Linked DNA regions of Rattus norvegicus: region 1 is linked to region 2. Evidence: chromatin contacts called from public Hi-C data. All regions are on one chromosome and are shown on one strand. The core of a region is the stretch at or near the end of the contact, and the rest is flanking DNA. Distances in the headings are between cores, read along the strand shown. Region 1 overlaps Plpbp (pyridoxal phosphate binding protein). Region 2 overlaps Adgra2 (adhesion G protein-coupled receptor A2).

Region 1 (3,653 bases), core at 1,013-3,512, 60 kb after region 2:
GTCCTGTGTCGTTCAGTCCTCCCTCTGCTCCATGAGTGCGGTTCGAGATGTGAGGCCTGAGCTTCTGATGAGGCTGCCACGCTCCCCCACCATGGGCCCCTATCCTCCAGAACCATAAATTGCACAGACCTTTCCTTCTGTCAGTTGCCTTGGTCATGGTGTTTAGAAATAGAAAAGGAATGAATATGTCTTGGGACACTAGGGAGGGTCACACCGCCAAAGTCCTAGATGAATCTCAGAACCTTTTTCTAAACTTGACATTTTTATGGTTTTGTCAATTTATTAATAGAGCTGCAAACTTAAGTCATATGCACATAATAAAGTGGGATTGTATAATTGCAGAGTTTACTTACTAGTTAAGGACGGTTGGAGGAACAACAGCAAGTGATTTGTTATGTATTTTAAGGACTATTAATATTGCTTTGCCTTTGCCCCCGTTTATGAAGGGGATCAGGGAGGAACTTTCCTGCTATTAATTAAGGCCAATCACAGCTCCTTGTCAGGAAATGCAGTAAAGACACGCTGGAGCTCTGCAGTTACATGCGTGTAGCCAGTCACGGAACATGCAAAGTAATAGTAACTGTTAATCTGCTGACCCCTGTGCCAGCCCTACGACTTCTCACTTCATACAGCAACTCTAAGTGTTCTTACCCACATCAGTCTTCAGAGGAAATTAAGACAGGCGGGAGCAGTCTTTTCCTAAGGCTATGGACTAGAACTGTGCACCTGAGATTTGAGCCCAGGCAACCTGACTTCAGGGCACATCTGGAAAACAGATGTCTACACTGAGCTCCTTCAAGCCAAGATCTGCTACATGTGAGCGCCAGGAAGATGGTTGTAAGCAAATGCCTGGCATTCACTCTTAACAAAAAGCGAGCAAAGGAGAAGTCCAGGGTTCCATATCACTGTGCAGAAGCCTCATCACACCCTTCTAACAATGGCCACTCCCTCGACGCCACTGCCACAGAAGGAAACTCAGGTACAGAGAGGTTAGGTAACTGACTGAAAGTTCCAATGCTGGAGAGTGGTGGCACTCAAGCAGACGTCTGTCTGATGTCAGAGCCAGGCTCCTCTGTAGTTCACGGCCACACTGCTAGGCCAGGCCCCGTGAGACACTCACTCATTGTTCAGCAGCAACTCCTTCTATTCTTGCCCAATGAAGCACTGCGTAATTTTCCTGAGACCTAAGAAGTATCCCACATGTAATTCTCAATCTCCTCCAGGAGGGAATTTCCAGTTATAAGTTCCAGAACTTCAAAGTTATAATTCTTCAAAATTAATACCTAACAAGCTGGGATATATTAAAGAATTATATTGGGCTGGAGAGATGGCTCAGCGGTTAAGAGCACTGACTGCTCTTCCAGAGGTCCTGAGTTCAATTCCTAGCAACCACATGGTGGCTCACAACCATCTGTAGTGGGATCCGATGCCCTCTTCTGGTGAGTGTCTGAGGACAGCTACAGTGTTCTCACAGACATAAAAACAAAAGAATTATATTGGATCACCACACTGGTAAATCCTGACAAAGCAGCTCATCAGAAGGCTAGAGCTTCTCCCCCCAATATCCTCAGACGCTTACACTCACACTCTACCTGAGTCTCGGCCATCTAGGAGAGCAAACATCACGGTCAGGCCTAGTCACTTACTGTCCTCTCCACTGGTGTTAATCTGCACCATCACCTTCAGTCGTTCAGGAGAACCTTTCTTCTGCCAGGAACTGTTCACCTTGTCTGCCAACTTCACGGAGTCTATAGTTTCCAGCATAGAGAGGTTGGGGACGGCTGAAAAGAGAAAGTGGGAAGGGAGTAGCCTTCATTTTCCCTGCTGCCAGAGGAGACACGCAGCAAACCTTTGATCTGGTCGAGGAGGAAGTACTCCAGGAAAAGAAAAGCACAGTTAAATCTCATGACTGGCCAAGAAGACGTGCACGAGAGCTTGCTAGACATGAAGCTCAAAGGCAGACAAGCCCCATCCCACCAGCAAAGATAGATAAGGGAGACATAAGACACCACAATCAGGCTGCATGAGTAGGGAGATGATTCAGAAAGTTGGTAGTTGAGGTTCTGAATAGCAGGCCCGATCTAATTATGTCTCAGTTCAAACTGAGTGAAACAGGTCAAGTGACAAAGGACAGAGGCTATCCAGAAGCCAAGAGCTAGCCTGGAGAGATACCATGTTCTTACACTTTCTGGGATGGGTCTCTTTATTCGACAGGGACACCAGAATAGCTCCCACCGGATGCTCAGTCAGTGAGGTCATCAAAGCTGCCTTCAGTGAAGATGAACTATGACTCTTGGCACAGATAAAGGACCATGGCACAACCCTACCAGCTTACTGTGCCGAGCACAGGAATCTTCCAGGCAGTCAGCTAACTACTTCCCTGTCTCCCACCCTTGCTTTTTTTCCTTTTTTCCTCTTCCATGGTGAAGACTGAGCCCAGAGCCTTGTTGGGATGGAGACACAAGTACAGGAAGGCTATGCCTTGGTAGTGTAAATAATTAATTCTAAACTCAGCTCTGACCTGATTATACACCAACTGGTAGTAGGAACAAGCCCTAAAGTGGTGGCACACACCTTTAATCCCAGCACTGGGAGGCAGGGGCAGGGGCAAGGGCAGGGGCAGGGGCAGGGGCAGGGGCAGGGGCAAATCTCTGAGTCCGAGGTCAGGCTGGTCTGCCAAGAGTTCCAGGGACCACAGAGAAATCCTGTCACAACAAACCAACCAAACAAAACCCCAAAACCCTAAAAGGATGAAATTGTTCCAATAAAATGTAAACGATGTTGCAGAAGTATTTGTAGGGATGTAAAAATAGCCAGAACTGAATAAGACAAATTTATGTGTGAAATACATGTTGCTGGGTGTGCTAGTGGTCATGCCTGCAGTTCCAGAATTCAGGAGGCTGAGGCAGGAGGATCACCACAAGTTCTAGGCCAGCCTAGGTTATATAGTGAATTCCAGGTCAGCATGAGTTGGTCAGATTGTGTCTCAGAAAAACAATGATAAACCAAACCATCAACGTAAAAGCAACTATTCACAGGATGAGGTATAATGAGAAGTTGACTGAAACCGACCCAGAACTGAGGAAAAGATAATAAGGACAGTAAGTCATTTCTTCCATGTATTTAACGAGACTCAAAAGTCTAGCAGAAACAAATATCCCCCTCCCTAAACTCAAATCGTATGACAAACTCTGAGTGCTAACATTAGGCATTAGCTAACAACATTCTTTATGATGGCAAAGCCAGTTGTGCTGGTCGGTTTTGTTTGTTTTGTTGTTTTTGTTAACTTGACACAGGCCAGGGTCATGTGAGAAGTGCAAACTTCGACCGAGAAAATGCCTTCATAAGACTGGCCTATAAGCAAGAATCTGTGCCATTTGATTAATGATGCTGTAGGGAGGCACGGCGCACGGTGAGTGGTGCCATCCCTGAGCAGGTGATCTGGGCTGTATAGGAGAGCAGGCTGAGTAAGCCATGGGGAGCAAGCCAGTAAGCAACGTTTCTCCATGGCATTTGCTTCAGTTCCTGCCTCTGGATCCCTGCCTTGGCTTCTCAGTGATGGACAGTGATATGGAGGTATAAGCCAAATAAACCCTTTCCTCCTAAGTTGCTTTTGTTCATTGTCTTGATCACAGCAACAAAAAGCAGACAAG
Region 2 (4,090 bases), core at 719-3,218:
TCCCAACCCAACTGGTCTCTTCTACCTCTCTGTACAGGTCAGAGAAACATTTGTAAGCTAAAGTCCCATGAACAACAGATCTGTATGAAGGCCCCGGCAGACTAATTCAGGAGCTGTTTGCCTAATGATGACACAGAGTTGTGTTGCAAATGCAAAGTCACAATTATCCTGGGCTATCTTTAGTTCCCTTAATAGCCACTTTGTATTCAGCCAAACTTCCTTTTGACTATCAGCAAAGACCTTTGTGACTAAGCAGATGACCCAAAGCTAAGAATGTCCTCAGAGAGCATCTGAGGCCCGGAACAGCTGATCTCTCCACTTTGCTGTAATGGCTACCTGCTTTCACTAATTTGCTATGTGCTTTGATCTATGGACTTTGTTCTGGGACTATAAAGTTTAGGTCACACCTTCCACGTCATTCAGGGCAAGTGAAATCCATTCCCCGATCTCAGTTACCCACCTGTGGCTCAGAAACAACTACATCTTACTCCTCTGGGACAAGAGCTGTGTTTTATTTATGTCAACATACTAAAGATGATACTAGAGTCAAGAGACGGAGAGGAAGGGCTTTGAATGGGGAACAGGGACAGGGGATGGAGAAAGCTTTGCATCAGGAAATAGAAGACTAGGCTTCCCATGGTCCTTCAACAGAGCCACTCCAGATCTTACAGAGCTGTTCTGGGGAGCCTTTGAAAACAGCTATACCTACCCATCAGGGGGAGCTTTCCATTTATTGTATTCCAACAGCTAGCGTTCCCATTCTCTCTCTCTTTCTCTCTCTCTCTTTCTCTCTCTCTCTTTCTCTCTCTCTCTCTTTCTCTCTCTCTCTTTCTCTCTCTCTCTCTTTCTCTCCCTCTTTCTCTCTCTTGTCCTCCTCCTCCTCTTCTTCCACCTCCTCCTCCACCTCCTCCTCCTCTTCCTCCTCCTTCTCCTCTCTCTCTCTCCCTCCCTTCCTCCCTCCCTTCTACCTTTCCTCCTCCTCCTTCTCTCTCTCTCCTTCCCTCTCTATCTCTTCCTCCCTCCCCCTTCTCTCCTTCTGTCCCTCCCCATGTCCCTCCAACGTCTCCCCCTCTCTCTGGAGCCTATGAGGAAGAGGACAGCAAGGCTAGGTGAGCAATACACTGTGCCCCTGTACAGCCTCAAGCTCAAGTTGACAATCATGAGGTCCAGATGAGGCCCAGGGCTAATAAAATCTATGCAATGTCTTCAGTCCCAACCCCCCACTGCTGTCAGGAGGTGGCAAGGAAGCTGCTCTTGGGCTGAGCAGGTCACGGCAAGATGGGTGATGACTCCTGAGGGTCATCCCCACTGCACATGAAGAGACATACCACAGGTGAATCTCATAGCAGCCCCTGACTCCCAATTCAGGGGCTCAAACACCACTGAGGCAGGACTTCAACTCTTGATCCTGCCTCTCCTCTCCTCCCCTCCCCATTGGCTGCAGGTCCCCCCCATCCCCCACATGCTAACCAGGAGGACATGCCTATCTAATGGCATCAGCCCAGTATGTAGCATGCAGGCCTCTGTACAAAGGGCCAGATTGGGTACCTGCCTACTCATCTTCTGCACTAGCCTCTAGGCTGTGCATGGCTATGGAGAGCTACAGATCATGACCCACCTACCCAAGGTTCCACCAGACCCCACCTTTTCTAAGCTAACACTGACACTGAGGCTGCCCAGAGCACTAAGGGCCATTTTTTCTGCTCCCACCTGAAAGAGCCTAGGAAGCTAGGAAGCAGTGAGTAAAGGGGAGCCACTCCTGGAGGAGGAAGACAGAACTCTGACAAAGATATCTGGGGGTCAACCTGGGGTTGACCAAAGTTCACCATCCCAGGTAAGTCTAAGGCCTTGGAGACAGGTCTGAATTATGGACAGGAGAGAGTTAACTGAGCTATGTCCCTGCTGGGTAAGAGGAAATGGGTGTCCAGGATAGGGAGGTGCTGTCCTGTCCCACCAGGGGGCCTGTTTGTGCAGTCCCTTTTGGGGAAAGAAACGCTGAGAGACAAGAGGCAGTAAGGTCCCTCTCACACCAAAGCTGAGAACGATGCTGAGTCCCCTTTAGGAAGGGAAATGCTAGTACCCCAGGGCTCAATGTCCTAGAGAAAGTTGGAGCTGTGTGGAGGTGCCCCAGTGCTGGGCAGAAGCACTGTGGAATGGCCTGGGCTGGCCCTAGATTCTCTGCATGCCCAGTTGAGAGGACAGCGGAAAGTCCCCCTGCCCAGGACTGCCCTTCCTGTGTATCCCCCCACCCCCCTTCGACTGTCAGGCTCCACCCTTTCATCCCACCCTCTTCTGTTGATCCAGCATGTGCCCCCTGGCCTCTGCTGGGGTCTGGCCATTCTCAGGGATCTGCCTCCCACCCCCATGCAGGGGCGGGTAGAGGGAAACACATTCCTCATTGTGTGTCACTTCCCTTCATGGGCTGCCAAGGGGCTGAGGCGGCAGCCCCCCGCCCCTCCCCTCTCTGCTCACTTGTGTTTATTCTCATTTCCTCCCCCCACCCCGTGAACCCCACCCGCCTGCCCCACTGATGCTCTGCAGATGGGAGCAAGGCAGCCCTGGGGCCCCAGCCCCTCTCCCTGCCCTGTTTCCTGCAGCTGAGCACTCGGGGCCCTCTCTACAAGGCAGCTTCCACAGGGACAAGCTTTCTCCCCCTTTCCTCAAGTGGGGCTCAGAGGTGACCAAGATGGTCTCTTGCAGTTAGGTTCCTAGGAGTGGCCCCAACCAGGGGCTGCTCCCTGGGCTGAACCCAGACAGTCCAATAGACGTCTGGATGACAGGCCATGTCTCCTGGTCCCTGAATAGGGGAAGTGGCTCAGGGCTGTACTTCCCCAGGGACAGGAGGAAATGCTACCCCAGGACCTGTATATTTAGAAACCCAAGGCTCTTGTCAATTGGCTGTTCTGAACCCTTCCTGTATAATATTGCTGGGGAAAGCTGAGGAAGTCGGGACTCCCATCCTGGAAGAGTGTTCTACACTTAACAGTGGGGACATGGTCTTGAAGGGCTGTGGAACCCAGGCTAAGAACACCTTGTTCCACAGAGCTGGGGATAGGGCTTACTGGGAGAGCTCCTGCTGCATGTGTAGGCCCCAAGTTCCATCCCACAATGAAAAACACTCCAGGTATGGTGGTGCATACCTTTAATCCCAGCACTCAGGAGGTACAGACAAGTGGACCCCTATGAGTTTGAGATAGCCTGGTCTATGTATCGAGACCCTGTTTTTTTTTTTAGGGGGGTTTTTTTTTTTTGTTTTTGTTTTTTTTTGTTTTTAAAGATCCTTGCTCCAGATTATCTAAATGAATCCTCCATTAATTAGCTGAGGCTGCAAGCCAAAGTAACCAGTTGAAGGACACAGATGTTTCTAGAATATGGATTCCATGTCTGTTTCCACAGAGCTCTAGACCCAGGACAAAGGCACTTCACTGATGGTGTGTCCCTATCCCCATTGCCTTTTGTGCACTCTTGATCATACACTGGCCACCCTGACTCCAGGCATGCCCTTCTCCTGCCAACAGGTGTCAGCATCAAGGAAGGGACCCCTGACGGCAAAATGGAGGGAGACTTCCTAGGGCAGTCACGCTCTGTGTCCTTTCCAGAACCTGAGTGTGGGAAGTCAAAGCTGGCCACAGCAGTGATGCAAATCTTCCATCCTGGCACTTAGGAGGCTGAGGCAGGAGGATTGTGAATCTGAGGCCAGCCACAGTTATATATCTGGAACCCATCTCCAAAAACTGGAAACGAGCAGAAGCAAAACAAAACAAAAAAGCCCACCAGGTGAAAGTTCCCAAAAGAACTCGATCGTTACTGCATAAAAGGCAAAAGTACCAAGTATCCATCAATGCATAAATAGAAGATTTAAAAATATAGCATGTTCAGTCAATGAGCTATTTATTGTTTGCCCACAAGGAGGAATGAGTGCTGATAAAGCCTGGACAAAGCTGGAAAATGTTACACTGGCTGAGAGGATCTAGTTATAAAAGATTACATATTATATAATTCTATTTATATGACATATCCATAACAGGCAAATCCGTAAAAATGGAGAAGATATTAGCGGTTGCTTAGGTCTGGCAGAGAAACGGAGACT

The links. A called contact is a pair of places that touch in the nucleus more often than the background predicts.
Region 1: a Hi-C map of the A7r5 cell line shows a contact between it and region 2, with 3 times the contacts expected there. The contact joins two enhancer-like sites. A contact is called at or near these places in 6 of 12 Hi-C or Micro-C datasets (the A7r5 cell line, Schwann cells, frontal cortex and 2 more).

The regions. Positions count from the first base shown.
Region 1 is chr16:71,708,684-71,712,336 of GRCr8, forward strand. It overlaps Plpbp (pyridoxal phosphate binding protein), which reads right to left. Exons shown (of 8, transcript NM_001107320.1): 5 at 1,647-1,781. Among named protein-coding and RNA genes, the nearest start is that of Plpbp, 7.2 kb to the right of the region's middle. Within about 2 kb of position 2,263, at least 7 of the 93 cell types and tissues checked have an H3K27ac peak or open chromatin away from gene starts, as enhancers often do. A contact at or near this core is called in the A7r5 cell line, where this site is marked.
Region 2 is chr16:71,648,988-71,653,077 of GRCr8, forward strand. All of the region lies in intron 2 of Adgra2 (adhesion G protein-coupled receptor A2), which reads right to left. Among named protein-coding and RNA genes, the nearest start is that of Brf2, 20 kb to the left of the region's middle. Within about 2 kb of position 1,969, at least 34 of the 93 cell types and tissues checked have an H3K27ac peak or open chromatin away from gene starts, as enhancers often do. A contact at or near this core is called in the A7r5 cell line, where this site is marked.